Linked DNA regions of Mus musculus: regions 1, 2, 3 and 5 are each linked to region 4. Evidence: chromatin contacts called from public ChIA-PET, HiChIP or PLAC-seq and promoter capture Hi-C data. All regions are on one chromosome and are shown on one strand. The core of a region is the stretch at or near the end of the contact, and the rest is flanking DNA. Distances in the headings are between cores, read along the strand shown.

Region 1 (2,700 bases), core at 37-2,536, 730 kb before region 4:
TTTATGATGGACCAGTTTTGCTTTCTCAGGTTGCCCAGAGGTGTCTAACCAATCTGGGTCTGGACTTGGATTGCCCATGAAGTTTTCTTGTTTGAATAACACAAGCTCAGCCGGGCCTCAGCTTCACCTAGCAGCAAGCAGGCCAAACAAGGCACTTGTGGCTCAGTGCACTTGAGCTCTGCCTCTTCTGCAGCAACTCGACTTCTTTGGGCTTCTCCACAACATGACTGACTGACTGACCTCTGAGATCCCTTGTGACCCAGCATTGTGAGGCTGGAGCATAAAACAGGGTGGGGAAGGGAAATGGGAGGTGGGAGTGTGGGAAAGATGATTTGTGAGAGCCCATGTCCTTCCTGGACTCTCGTGATTGAACAGAGTGTCAAGTACCACTCCCAGAGAGGACTCTCAGCTACTGTGGGCAGCTTAGCCAGTATGCTACAGCCCCTTCACGCATAAACCTCTCTCTGAAGCCACAGAACAATGCTATGACCTATGAAGCGTGTTTATGTGAGTACACTGTAGCTGTCTCCAGACTCACCAGAAGAAGGCATCAGATCTCATTCCAGATGGTTGTGAGCCACCATGTGGTTGCTGGGAATTGAACTCAGGACCTCTGGAAGAGCAGTCAGTGCTCTTAACCACTGAGCCATTTCTTCAGCCCCCAATTCATATTTTCAGTGGCAAAGCCGAGAAGCGAATTCAGAGCTGCCTGACGCCAAGCCCTTGTCTTTTGCCCTTGACTGCATGGTCCCCAAGGTTGCCTCCATCCTGTTCCAACCATAGGGTATGCTGTGCTGGTCCCATGGAACCAGCTTCCAGTTGGTATCACAGCAGGCACCTCTAACAGACATGTTGGCTTTCCCCAGAGTGCCTGCCTGACTGGCAGGCCAAGCCAGGCATGTTTGTTTTGACAGGTGGGGCAGTCCCACCCCACCACATCCCCCTGTGGCAGCTCTCTGGGCTCTGGGCTGGCAGCAGCACCTAAAGAATGCAGTGCCTCCTCCAGCCATGCTTTGCAGGTGATGTCAGCTGCGTGGGCTAAGTACCTGGTTGAATACCATTGGCCGAGGATGACTGGGGCAAGGAGGATGGACAGGATTGTGCTACCCACGGGGCAGTCTGGCTGGGGGCCCAGCTTCCTGTGGCTACCGTGGCCTACTCTTCTTTCCTGACCTGAGGCAGAGGCACAGGATCCTTTTCATGGCTAGCCTTGGGGCTCAGAGCAGCAGACGTTTGCCCAGCTAGCTTGGAATTATGTGTCACATCAAAACTGCTAAAGGAACTTAGGATGACATCTGTGGAGTAGGGAACTGGACCCAAAGAGAGGAAATGGCCTGTTTATTAAGCACTCTACTTTTGCTCCTGGACCTGAAACTGTTTCCCAGCCCCAGGCTTGGGCTCCTTTTCTATTCGGGGAGGTGGAATAAGAGACCACAACCTGGGGAACTGCCAGTTTGCTGGATCTCAGGCTGCCTTTCGGACCATATTTTAGCCCTATTAACAGCTAGCCAGGAGGGCTCTCTGGCACTCCTAGTGGTGGCTTATACAACCAGACAGAGGAGGAAACCCTGGCTGGAATTCTTTTACTGCATTTACATGAATATGAATGTGCAGAATGTAAGATAGCAGAGGCAACACCAGGAACCTTTAATGGGATTGAATTTACCTAGGGGAGATTTACTTGCCACCCACTAGACAAGTAGCACTGCATCCAGAGGCGATCTGAGGTGTCTGAGATGGTGGTGCTCACCCTGTGGGATGAGAGCAGGTCTAGATGTGAGATCTACCAGAAGGCTGGAAAGGTAACTGGGGTTGTGGCTGGGGCTGGTTCAGAGATCTGATTGCCTCAGTTCTCAAAAGGAGCTTTTGATGGTCACTGGGACCACTGGGATATTTAACAAGCCTGGTTGATGGGGTAAGATTAGGAGCAGGACTTCCAGAGAAACTCTCCTGCCATCATGCTGATGGGCCTTGGGCAAGTCTTTTAGTTCCCTGGGCCTCAGTTTCCTACATCTGTAAAATGGTAATGGTAGTAGCATCTACTTCTCGGGGTGGGGAGGGGCTGCCAGGATCCTATGGAAAACCCAAATGAGTCTCTGGTCCCTGGAACTGGTTGGGCTGTTACTGGAGGCTGGGACGGCAAAAGAAAGAATTATAAAAACTGCAGATAAGGGGGCCCGTGTTTGCTGGCTAGCCTAGAATCCCTTAATGGCCTGGAGGTAGCAATATCATTTGGTGGCAGGGAGCCAATGGCCTGTCTGCGCCCAGTCTGAGTATACAGGGCCAACTAATAGTTCAAGTAGCCCGTTGAGTGGCTGGTGAGGTCCCAGTCCTCTCACTTAGCAGAGTATTCCTGCAGCCCCAAGGCCATCTCCCTGGTTGAACACCTTAGGCTGTGCTTCTTTGTGTATACCTAACTTGGGATCTCTCCTCCTAGAACTCCTCATTTTCTATTTTTATTTATATATATCCCTGTGTATATAATGGCACATATATCCAAGCATCGTTGGAAGCTAGAGAAGGGCGTCGGGTCTGTTGGAGCTAGAGTCACAGGTTATTGTGACCAGTTTGACATGGGCACTGAGATTTCAACTCTGGTCCTCTGGAAGCTTAAGGCTCTCCAAACATCCCTCCCTGATATTCAGTCTTCTTGTCTGAGATGAGAGCAGCTAGCGTAGGAGCTCTTGAAGGCCTGAAAGC
Region 2 (2,710 bases), core at 177-2,676, 780 kb before region 4:
AGACATAGTGTGAGTTGTCCATATGAGGCTACTGGGCCCCACAGATTCTCCCCAGGGACTGCAGTCCTTGCTCTGAACCCATCTCTCATGCAGTCAGGACATGTATCAACAATCTACCTGTGAGATTGTGGGAAGCTGAGCTGTCACTCTGCATGCGACCCACCCCTTCTTGCAGGTCCTGAGGAATGAAATGCTGGCAGACTGGCCCTGTGTTTTCACAAGGGGAGGTAGGTAGATAAATCAGAGATAGAAGCTTACTGTGAAGACTCAGCACTTAAATGTGAACTCTGAGAGCAGAGAGCAGATTCACTGCTCAAGATGGCCTTTGGGGGCCAGCGGGTGATGAGTACCATTTGGGACTGAGACAAACAGGGAGCCCCACCACACTGAGAGGGCTGAGGAAGTGTGTGCTTGGTTAGCCTCATGGCCCTGAAATCTCATTAGGAAAATTGTCGGAGCACTGGGTCGTCAGTAACTTGTAATTATTACCGTTTCCTTGTCTTTGGGAATTGTGGAAAGCAGAAAGAAAAGAGTTAGAAATCGCACCCACAGGCAGTCTGCAGAGTTGAAGAAACTCCTCCGTCCACTTTCAAAAGAGAGTCCTACTGACTGGTTCTCAAACTAGCATGGACAACAGGAACCACCCAAGCTTCTGATTTAGTGGGTCAGTGCTTTTTATTTCTAACATATGCTGGTGCTGATGGCCCTGGACTGGGCACCACACTTTGAGAGCCACTGGTTTCTACCATCTGGTACCAGGGAGAACTCATTTCAGGTCCCAGTGACATAAGTGTGATGCTCTGTGCCCCTTTCCAAACCTTGCTACTTATGTTCCCATGTGTTGGCTGTCTCTGCTCCTGAGAAGACACTTTAGGCATAGCTTTGTAAGATTTATTTTTAATTTTTAATTGTGTGTGTGTAAGGGTATGTATAAAATGTATTTCTGTGTGTATGTATGTACACATGAATGCATGTACCCTTGGAGTCCAGAAGAAGGTGTCAGGTCCTCTAGGGAAAGTATTTCAGGCATCTGGCACGGGTGCTAGGGACTGAAGTCTGGTCCTTTGCAAGAGCAGTGTATGTTCTTAACCACTGAGCCATCTCTCCAGTCCTGACTTCTGCCATTTCTCATCATAACTGTTTCAAATAGTTTTCAGTCCTAACTGTTACTAAGTCTTGAGTTTTGCAAGATGCCTTCTTAAATCGGGTGTGGTAGATCACAGATGAGGTGTTAGACATTGCCCTTCCCTTAAGTAGATTAATCTAGTTTGGGGGTGAGGGACAGATAACCAGCAAAGTACACAAAAAAGGAAAGGGTGTGAAAAGATGATTAGGAGCTGAAACTTGAACTTAAGCAGGAGGAGGGCTTGGGTAAGCAGAAGTTCTCCTAGGATAGGGAATCAGGACTAGAGAAGCCCTGAGGTGGAAATGAGTGTGTCGTGCTGTGCCTTGTGGGAAGCCACAGTGCTATTGGGCAAGTGGATTGGGGCCAGGTGATGAGAGGCGCTGGGGCCCAGCCAAGGAGCTCAGGCCTGATGGGAAGGGGAGAGTGGTATTGAGAAGAACTGATGGTGCCAGTGTTGTAGGGAAGTGGGCTGGGAATGTAGGAGAGGGCTGGGCCTGGGCTGGGGGTGGGGGATAGGAGTGCTGATCCAGGAGGTTGTGCCAAGTGCATTGGTTTACACGTAATGCTCCAGGAGGAGACCAGAGACGAAGAGAGTCTAGCATAGTTCCATCAGTAACATCACTGAGGATGGAGAGGTAGCTCAGTGGTTTAGAGCACTTACTGCTCTTGCAGAGGACCCGAGTTGAGTTCCCAGCAACTGTATCAGGCAGTTTATAACTGCACGAATCTCCAGTTCCAGGCATCCTATGGCCTCTTCTGGACTCTATGAGAACCTGCATGTAAACTCACTCACACATACACACACACACACACACACACACACACACTAATACACACACTCACATACACACACACATTCACATACATATACACACACTCACACACACATACACATACTAATACACTCACACACATACACATACTAATACACTCACACACATACACATACTAATACACTCACACACACATACACACACTACTCACACATGCACATGCACATACATGCACTCACACACACATGCACACACATACACACACACTCACACATATACACTTATACCCACACACCACATACACACACATGCACACACACACACACACACTCATTAATTAAGAATTAACTAGTTAATTAAATGTAAAAAAATACAAACTACAAACCTAATATGCACCAAATACTGTTAGGAGCCAGGAGTACAAGGAAAGAGAGAGAGAGAGAGAGAGAGAGAGAGAGAGAGAGAGAGAGAGAAAGAGAGGCTCTTTCCAAGATGCTCTAAGTCAAGGAAGCCGAGGAATGCTGTATGGCACCAGGGCACCAGAGAACTTGAGTAAATAAATCACACCATGGTGGCGTCCATGGGAGATAAGCACAGAAGGGGAACCCATGTCAGAAACACAAAAGATATTTTGAGGGGCAGCTCAGTGGTGACTGAACAATGCTGCCCAACTTCCTGTAGACGAAGAAGAGGTTTGTATACTGGAAGTGGGGGGCTGACGCTTTCCTTCTCTGTCCACAGCAAGGCCCCTGGTGACTCTGAAGCACAGAACCAATTAATATAAGTCATTTATAAGTGATTATTATTCTCT
Region 3 (2,700 bases), core at 4-2,503, 780 kb after region 4:
TCTGCACATAACCCCATCCTAAACGGACATGCCAAGTTTAGTCTGTGCTTGGAAACAGGTATGCATCCTGAAAAATAGAACCCAGGGGAGCTTATGAGTCAGGTGCCCAGTGGAAGGATCGGATTTACTTAGTTGCTAAATTCAACTTCACGTTTCTTCCTCCTTCCTCACCTTCTCTGAGAGGCCACAAACACTTTGAACTACCAAATTCTCTTTCGCATGGTGACAGGATGCCCTTTACTCATCTGTAAATGGCGCTCCAGCAAAGGGACAGCCAATGTAAGTCCCAGAGCCAGCTCCTGCGACACCTATACAGCTAGCAGCTGGAGATTTAGTGGGAAGGGACGGCTGAAAGGCGGGTTCGGTCTGTTACCTCTTCGGATTGGCCTCTTGGAGCCTGGGCGTGACTTCCACTAAGGTATAAGTTTGGAGCGCCACTGTCACAGCTGCAGTGCTGAAGGTGGAGCCCTAGCTGTGAACTACACGTCACCTGCTTCGTTCCTGCGACTAGTCGGACCCAGCGAGACTGAAGAAGAAAAGGTCTGATTTCTATATATTCATGTATATAGTTTGTTACCATGAGGATGCTCCAAAGGTTGATTCGTGCTGACCCGGAGCCCTAGATTTGTGGGTACTTCCAGAGGGTCAAAGAAGGGATCCACTGGACTTCAGGAGCCCAAATTCAACAGTTTTTCTCTGTGTTGCAGACGCTCGTGTATCCGCCACGCTCGGGCATAAGCTAGAAGGATGAAGCTTCTCGGTCGACTTCGCTCCTCCACTCCTGAGCCTGCCTTCTCCAACGTGCTCACCCCGGGCCGCATCCCAGAGTTCTGCATCCCCCCGCGGCTGCAGGTCCCCGGCGCTCTCGAATCACCGCTTCCCGCTGCCGCACTGCCTTGGCGCTGCGCGGCCGAACCGGACCTGTGGCCGCGCATCCCTGACGACCGCGAAGACAGTGACGAAGACTGCGCGGGTCGCACCGACTGGGACCCGCGCTCCCAGGCTGCGCTCTCGCTGCCGCACCTGCCCCGCGCGCGCACCGTTTACGGCTTCTGCGCGCTGCTCGAGAGCCCGCACACGCGCCGGAAGGAGTCGCTCTTCCTCGGCCACCCCGGCACCCCCAGGCTGGGACTTTGCCACCGTGCGCACACCTACGCGAGTCCGCGCCGAGCATCGGACTCTGAGCTCGGCGCCCCGCGCGACCTGGACAAAACCCCACCAGCCGCTCCAGTGCCCCGTATGCGCCGCCTCCTCCGCGCCCCCGATGGTCTGTTGAGCCGCGCGCTGCGGGCTCCCCGCGGCCGGGCCAGCGCGCGCCCCGCGCCCCGCGGCGACGAGCACGAGCGCGCCGCTTCCTGCGCGCCCCCGGTCCCCAGCAGCCCGGATCCCGAGCGCCTGCAAGCTGAAGCCAGCGTGGCTCTGGGCCGCGGGGGTTGCACGCTGCGCCTGGCGGCCGAGTACTGTCCGCGCAGCGCCTGCCTCCGCCTCCGCCTGCTGCGCGCTGAGGGCCCGGCCGCCGCGCTGGAGCCCCGCGCCCTGGGCTGCCGCCTCAGCCTGGTGCTGAGGCCGTCGGGCCAGCAGCGCGCCAGTGTGGTCCGCCGCAGCCGCAAGGCCGCCCTGGACCAGGACTGCTGCTTCGATCGGCTCCCGGAGGAGCAGCTGCGCCGCCTGGCCGTGCGCATCAAGGCGGAGAGCAAGGGCCGCGGGCTGGAGCGCGGACGACCGCTGGGCCAGGGCGAGCTGCTGCTGGGCTCTCTGCTACTGCTATGAGCGCGGCTTCCCTGGTGCTCTGGACATTTAAGGTTGAGTCGCCTTGAGATGCACAGAGACTCTTGGCCCTCAGATACTCAAGGCCTCTTGACAGTGGCTTATCCCCGGGACACACACAACAGCCTTTTGGCTCTGGTGCACTTTCCCTTTTGTACAAAATAAAAGTTATTTATTTTTCTATCTATAATCTTGCAGCATTGATGTTTTTTCACTTTTCTGATCGCTTTTTGGAAGCAAAAGGAAAAGTAATGCCCCCCCCCCCGTCTATTTACAGTATCTGCTCCTTTTCCAGACCATTTTAATAGTAAAAAGGGAAAACCAACAACGTAAAGAACGTATTTACCCCAGAGTGGAAGAATAAGAACAGAAGCACACTCACATGCTTGCTTTTCCCCACTGGAAGGAAGGTTCATTCACTGGTGAAGTGCTTGCCATGCAGGCGAGATGTACTGAATCCTGTCCTGGTAAACCTATCTTTAAAAAGCTGAGGCCGGTGATACACAATTGTAAGCGCAAGGCTGGAGAGGGATAGACAAGCAGCTACATCCTTGGTGTTTGATAACTCTCCAGTCTAGCCTTATTGGTGACCAATGGGAGACCCTGTCCCAAAGAATAAGGTGGATGACAATTGAACAACATCAGAGGTTGTAACTTGACCTCTGAGGGCAATTGTGCACACACGATATTGTGATAATGTTTTCAACATCATTCCAGACAGATCTATTACAATGTTTTTACAGAGTTAGGTGGTGTAATTTCCACTCTCCCTTCAATGCACATATAATGCACATAGAACTCTCTTCTAGTACAATGGCGTTGGTGAAGAGAATCCCCTCTGAGAAGAAATAGAACCCTTTTGAAAGAGAATTCTTCATATATTGTGCGAGCAGAGGTAAAGGAAGAAAATAGGAGTTCAAGGTGATGGTGGGG
Region 4 (2,700 bases), core at 23-2,522:
TAATAAACTGTAAATCATTAAGGACCAGGGATATCATGTATTCTTAATACTTGGTATAGTGCCTTTTACAGAAGTGGGGAATAAAAAAATTACAGAATGAAAGAATAAAAATATGCAGAAACTGACATTTTAGTTACTAATAAGGGTTATCTAATATGTAATAGTGGTAATTTAATGGATTGTTCTACATTCCATTTTCAGACCAATTCTTAAGAGTAAACTGGGAGAAGAAACAGCATTTTGAACACATCCACGTACTTGAGTCACACAATTTAATTATTTACTTTATTTTGCCCTCACACATGGAGGCTAAGCAAGTGAGCTTCCACTGAGCTATACTCCTAGCCCAGTTAGTTACATTTTAAACTTTCCAGTGATAAATAAAACAGCCTGATTATTCTAGGGATACATTGTCTCTACAAATGTGCCACTTTTTGCAACTCCAACCTGTAAAACATCAGTATTTTATTTTACCAATAACAAAATGGGCTACCTGCTGAACTCACCTTCTGACCAGACTTCTTTTCCATCTACAGAAACTCCAACCACGATGCCGGGGGCACCAACCTCATCCTAAGAGAAAAGAAAGACCCTGGTGGTTCAAAAGTAGACTGACTCCGCCCACTCTGCGGTCCCGCCCACCAGGAGGGCAATGGTTCTGCTCCGATTGCCCTGGCCGTCGGAGTGCACAGGACTCTAAAGGGGAAGGGGCGGGCCCCTCCGCGACCGGTGACCTCAGCTGCTACTTGAGCAGCCCTAAGAGCGTCAGCCCGCGGCCAGGCAGTCAGAAAAACGGAAGCCGCCGCCCTGACGCCCACTGGGCCCGCACCTTGATCCGGTGTAGCAGATCGCGGCTGCTCTCGATGGCTCTGGAGAAGCCCCTGGCTGCTGGCGGCGCAGGCGTGTGCGGGCTCCCCGGGCTCAGGGCCTGCTCGTGCGATAACTCGGTAGTGCCGGACGCCTCGGGGTCCGCGGGGGACTGAATGGGGACGGCGCCCCGCAGCCCGACCACCAGCTTCGCGCCGAGAGCCAGCCCCAGCCCGAGCCCCAGGCCGCCGGCCCAACCAAGGCCCAGCACAGGCAGGCCCGGTCGCCTGTGCGCCCCGCGCCGCCCTCCGTCCCAGGCTGGGCCTGCGGTGGCCGCAGCCCGAGCTGTCACGCTTGACAGGAGCCGGTACATGTTGCCTCCGCAGAGCCGGCTGCCTCCTAGCTTGCTCCGGCTTGGCCCGCGGCGGGCGGGACGAGGGGGCGGGGCTGAGGCGGGGCTTTACAGTACCTCTCAGTCAAGGCCGGGTGGGTGAGCGACGAGCGCATCGAGCGCCTGGTCCTCGTCTCCTTTCTAGCCTTCTGGCTACTAATCCTCTTTGGTTCCACCCCTCCTTTTCTTGCTTTCTTTTCCCTCCCTCTTTTTCATATCTTTCTTCCTTCTTTTATCTTCTCCTTTTCCTCTCTCTTCTCTCCCTTTAGCTCTAACCTCCCTCTCTTGTTTTCTTTTTCTCTCGCATCCCACATTCCTCCCTCTATCCTCTTTTCTCTTTCCCTCTCTTTATTTCTGATTCTCTCCTCTTTCTCCTTCCCACTTTAGTTTCTACCTGTCCCTCAAGCCTCTCTTTTCCTTTTCTCCTCCTCATCTCTCTCCTTTTCCATGCTTCTTCTCTCTCACAACACACATGATATCCTTAGACAAGTCTCCTGTCACAGCAACACCCTCTTGCCACCTTATGCCTATGTTAACAACACTCGCCCCTTTGTTTGACTGAGATGCACAGTGGTTAAAACACTTGCCATGCAAACACAAGGACTGGAATTCAAATCCCCAGTATCCGGGTGAAAATGCCCAGTGGGCATGGCGCCTACCTGTAACGGATTGAGAAACCCAGCCTCAATCCAAAGTTAGAAGCGCAATTATAGATGGTTTCCAACATAGTCTGGGACGTTCTCAGGCAAATGCTAATATGCATGTATATACATGCACACACACAAAAGTGGGAAAAAGCAAACCTGATGTGGGTTTTTTTCATTCTTTTAGGAGAATTTTATGTCTTGACTCGCCTTCCTGCCCAGTGACAATCATTCTAGCAAACATTAATCATCGTAACTGCTCTGGAGATTGGTTGTGTTGTCTGACATCAGTTCCATGAGGAAACTGGAGTAAAGGGAGGCTAAGGGATTTGTCTAAATCTACAGAGTTGTCAGGTGATGGCCCAGAAATGTACCTTCTCAGCCTTCCTCTCTTGTCAGAGGGTTTGAAGGGTTCTACGATCAGAGGCGTGGGCGGTGAATCAGCTTCCCAGTGGTGCGATGGATGCAGCTGCAGCTAGTATTATTACATGGCCAGGGTCCACTGGGCGCTACAGCTGCCCTTCCACACCCAGTCCTGTTCTCTGAAGCAAACTCTAGCCAGGCTACTCTCAGTTCTCTTCCTGAGTAGGAAACTCTTCCACAGTTTCTCACAGCTCAAGGCTGCGTTGCTAGAGTGACCCTATCTTTCTTCAAAATACCTGCCTGAGAAAGATCAGAGTTTCCAAACGCAGTTACTGTTTGTTCCAACCACCACTGGAAAACAGAGCTCCTGTCCCCCAGTCTGTGGCAGAGGGTAGGAGCCTCACGTCATAAGTGCCAAATAGCAAAATGGGTGGATTCATGTGGACCAAAACCCTTTCTGCTTCTTGTGACTGTCCACACTCCTGATCAGCTCAA
Region 5 (2,700 bases), core at 19-2,518, 690 kb before region 4:
TGCTTCCACACAGCAGACACAGTGTGGCCAGCCACTTCACACTCCTGCTTGTATGCCTTTGCCACGATGCACTGTATCCCAACTGTAAGTCAAAATAGACCTTCTTCTATTTCTTCTCCTTCCTTTTTCTTTTTTTTCTTTTGAGACAGGGTCTCACTAGGTAGCCCTGGCAGGCAGGTCTGGAATTAATTCACAATATAGACCAAGCTGCTCCCAGACTCACAGAGGTGTGAGCCACCATGCCTCCTAGCTTTAAGTTGCTTCTGACCAGGTGTTAGGTCTCAGCAATGAGAAAAGTAATTTGCATATGTCTTTACAGGAAGTGAGCACAGACATTCTGAAACCACAGCAAAGCCTTTCTTGGTCTGCATGCACATCCCTAGATCGAGGGGGGTGGGGGGACCAGGATAAATTGTGATTGTCTATACCTAAGGCTTAGTGCCTTAGAGCCTAGGGCACAATTGGTTTTCCCCCAAACTGCTAGGAGGCAGCTGAGGTCTCTACTGAGAGAAGGGCACTGATGGAGGGGTGTAGTGCCTCTCTCCATGCCCACTGCTGGGTGATGGTAGGCAATGTCTCTTACCCCCTCCTCACTGGACACTGGCCCAGGAGGTGGGCTTTCCTGCTCCTCCAAAGCCTGTAGGTACTTACCTCTTTTCCCTAGAAAGTGTCTCCCAGCAGGATGTGCTGGCATGTGTCTTTAATGTCAGTACTTAGGAGGCAGAGGCAGGTGGATCTCTGTGAGTTCAAGATCAGCCTGGTCTAGATAGTATGTTCTGGCAAGGGCTACATAGACCGGTTTCAAGGGGGAAAAAAAAAAGAAAAAAGAAAATATGAAAATGTCTTCTAGCCTAGGTCCACGGTACTGATCTGAAAACCCTGGCCTGAGAGTCAGGTTAGGTCTCAGAGTTTGAATGACATTTCTGACATCTTCTTAGCTGGGTGATTATTTATTTATTTATTTACCAAGGTATTGGGCCTCAGCTTTCCCATTTGTAAAACGGGGGCATGCCAATATCTTCCCCGCAGGGCTCCTATGACTATTCGGTTGGATTAGCTAAAGCATGGCGGCACTTAGTGTACTGCACTCAGAAAGTGGCTTCTGTCCTAACAACTGTGCTTTATGGACTAGCGTAAAACATAAATTCATCAGTGAGTAGGCTGGATGGAGCAAATGGAAGAAGGAGATGGAGTTCCCATGGTGTTGTTTGCTGCCTCTGCCAACCACTCTGGTGACATGTGATATGTGATGAGCAAGGCCCTTGACGTGACATGCCTCTTGTTTCTCGTCCTTTGGTTTTCCCCAGTGCATGCTGGGGGCCGGCCCACATCCTGAACATTCTGTGAAGCTCGGTTGGTTAAGAAACCTCACTGCCCAGCTGCAAAGCACCTTCGCTTTCCGCCTGTCTGGCCCCTTCAGCTGCCTACGGCCAAATGCAAAGGAGCCTTGCTAGAGAGCAGCAGCAGCTGCTGCCTTCTTGCCGGTCTGCCTGTGCCTCTCCACTCCCCCCGCCCCCACCCTGTGGTTTGCATTCTAGAAGCATCTGCCTCACACCAGGTCTTTATTGCCTTCTGTTCTCACAGCCATCTTGAGAAAGCTTAGGAAACTAAGGCTTCCAGGGGGGTTGGCATTTGTTTTGTTTGCATTCAGAGACAAGGGCTCACTATGTAGCCCAGGCTGGCCTTGAACTTGCAACCCTCCTGCCTCAGCCTCCCCTGAGCTGGGAACCCAGGTGTATACCATGCCCAAATATTTCTGTCTTTTTGCTTTCTAGATGTCATATATGAGCAGCTTCTGTCATGATGTCTCACCACAGACCCCCAAGGCAGCAGAGGCAAGCAGCCATGGACCTAAACCTCCCAGACTGTGAGCCCAAATAATCCTTTCTTCTTTTTCTGTTGATTATCATAGGCCTTCTGTCACAGCAGTGGAAAGTTGGTAGTCTGAGGTCTTTCGTAGGCCCCAGCACTGCATAAACCATACACGCTGGTGCATGCCTGCAATCCTAGCACTCTGGAGCCAGAAACAAGAGGACCAGGAATTCAAGGTTATCTTTTGCTGCATAGTGAGTTGTGAATTTAGGCTAGCCTGAGCTATATTACTGTTTTAAAACAAAAGCAAACAGGTGACTGGAGAGATGGCTCAGCAGTTAAGAGCACTGACTACTCTTCCAAAGGTCCTGAGTTCAATTTCCAGCAACCACATGGTGGCTTATAGCCATCTGTAATGGGATTTGGTGCCTTCTTTTGGTGTCTGAAGACAGCCACAGTGTACCCATAGAAATAAAATAAATACACCTTAAAAAAAAAAACCCACTGTTCTCATTTTTAAAAAGTGAAAAAAAAAAAACAACAGAAATCAAACTAACACATCTGCATCTCCCCCCACCTCAACCCCCCAATGTGTATTGCTGTTTTGTCTGCACATAAGTGTGCACCATGTGCATGCAGTTTCCACAGAAGCCAGAAGAGGGCATCAGACCACCTGGACTTACAGACAGTAGTGAGAGCTACAAGGATTGAACCCTTGTCCTCTGGAAAAACAGTCAGCTCTGTTAACCACTGAGCCATCTTTCTAACCCAGGTTCTGCATCCTTGAAAAGATTTACAATGGAAGATGCTACTCTGATGGTAGGGATGAGGGACTAGTAGGCGCATAGTCATCCCTTTTTAAGGGCAGATGGCCAACTTCATCATTTG

What was found. Promoter capture Hi-C pulls out the DNA fragments that hold promoters and counts their contacts. ChIA-PET counts read pairs in DNA pulled down with a chosen protein or histone mark. HiChIP or PLAC-seq counts read pairs in DNA pulled down with a chosen protein or histone mark.
Region 1: a promoter capture Hi-C map of the HPC-7 cell line shows a contact between it and region 4, with 4 times the contacts expected there. The contact joins the enhancer-like site here to the promoter of Lactb in region 4. A contact is called at or near these places in 3 of 39 promoter capture datasets (the HPC-7 cell line, HPC-7-derived erythroid cells and stem cell-derived epiblast-like cells), 1 of 115 datasets of contacts at active chromatin or transcription factors (large pre-B cells) and 2 of 9 other capture datasets (embryonic stem cells and pancreatic islet).
Region 2: a contact with region 4 is called in a promoter capture Hi-C map of neutrophils, with 3 times the contacts expected there. The contact joins the enhancer-like site here to the promoter of Lactb in region 4. A contact is called at or near these places in 6 of 39 promoter capture datasets (embryonic stem cells, erythroid cells, frontonasal cranial neural crest and 3 more) and 1 of 115 datasets of contacts at active chromatin or transcription factors (large pre-B cells).
Region 3: an H3K4me3 HiChIP or PLAC-seq map of stem cell-derived neural progenitor cells shows a contact between it and region 4, with 4 times the contacts expected there. The contact joins the promoter of M5C1000I18Rik here to the promoter of Lactb in region 4. A contact is called at or near these places in 1 of 39 promoter capture datasets (cranial neural crest) and 1 of 115 datasets of contacts at active chromatin or transcription factors (stem cell-derived neural progenitor cells).
Region 5: a contact with region 4 is called in an RNA polymerase II ChIA-PET map of memory CD8 T cells, with 19 read pairs. The contact joins the enhancer-like site here to the promoter of Lactb in region 4. A contact is called at or near these places in 15 of 39 promoter capture datasets (the 3T3-L1 cell line, 3T3-L1-derived adipocytes, the HPC-7 cell line and 10 more), 1 of 15 datasets of contacts at CTCF or cohesin (large pre-B cells), 8 of 484 Hi-C or Micro-C datasets (CD4 T cells, the G1E-ER4 cell line, the N1E-115 cell line and 2 more), 5 of 115 datasets of contacts at active chromatin or transcription factors (embryonic stem cells, extraembryonic endoderm stem cells, large pre-B cells and 1 more) and 2 of 9 other capture datasets (embryonic stem cells and liver).

Annotation. Positions count from the first base shown.
Region 1 is chr9:66,239,670-66,242,369 of GRCm38.p6, forward strand. The region is part of intron 4 of Dapk2 (death-associated protein kinase 2); the gene reads left to right. Among named protein-coding and RNA genes, the nearest start is that of Gm39364, 60 kb to the right of the region's middle. Within about 2 kb of position 1,287, at least 88 of the 459 cell types and tissues checked have an H3K27ac peak or open chromatin away from gene starts, as enhancers often do. A contact at or near this core is called in the HPC-7 cell line, where this site is marked.
Region 2 is chr9:66,192,820-66,195,529 of GRCm38.p6, forward strand. The region is part of intron 2 of Dapk2 (death-associated protein kinase 2); the gene reads left to right. Among named protein-coding and RNA genes, the nearest start is that of Dapk2, 36 kb to the left of the region's middle. Within about 2 kb of position 1,427, at least 13 of the 459 cell types and tissues checked have an H3K27ac peak or open chromatin away from gene starts, as enhancers often do. A contact at or near this core is called in neutrophils, where this site is marked.
Region 3 is chr9:67,758,977-67,761,676 of GRCm38.p6, forward strand. M5C1000I18Rik (RIKEN cDNA M5C1000I18 gene) reads right to left here and starts at 1,254. Exons shown (of 2, transcript NR_153961.1): 1 at 172-1,254; 2 at 1-67. It overlaps C2cd4b (C2 calcium-dependent domain containing 4B), which reads left to right and starts at 461. Exons shown (of 2, transcript NM_001081314.2): 1 at 461-540; 2 at 708-1,957. The coding sequence starts at 748. The coding sequence ends at 1,770.
Region 4 is chr9:66,974,212-66,976,911 of GRCm38.p6, forward strand. It overlaps Lactb (lactamase, beta), which reads right to left and starts at 1,273. Exons shown (of 6, transcript NM_030717.1): 1 at 830-1,273; 2 at 507-573. The coding sequence starts at 1,180.
Region 5 is chr9:66,280,318-66,283,017 of GRCm38.p6, forward strand. No RefSeq gene overlaps it. Among named protein-coding and RNA genes, the nearest start is that of Gm39364, 19 kb to the right of the region's middle. Within about 2 kb of position 1,269, at least 72 of the 459 cell types and tissues checked have an H3K27ac peak or open chromatin away from gene starts, as enhancers often do. A contact at or near this core is called in the G1E-ER4 cell line and memory CD8 T cells, where this site is marked.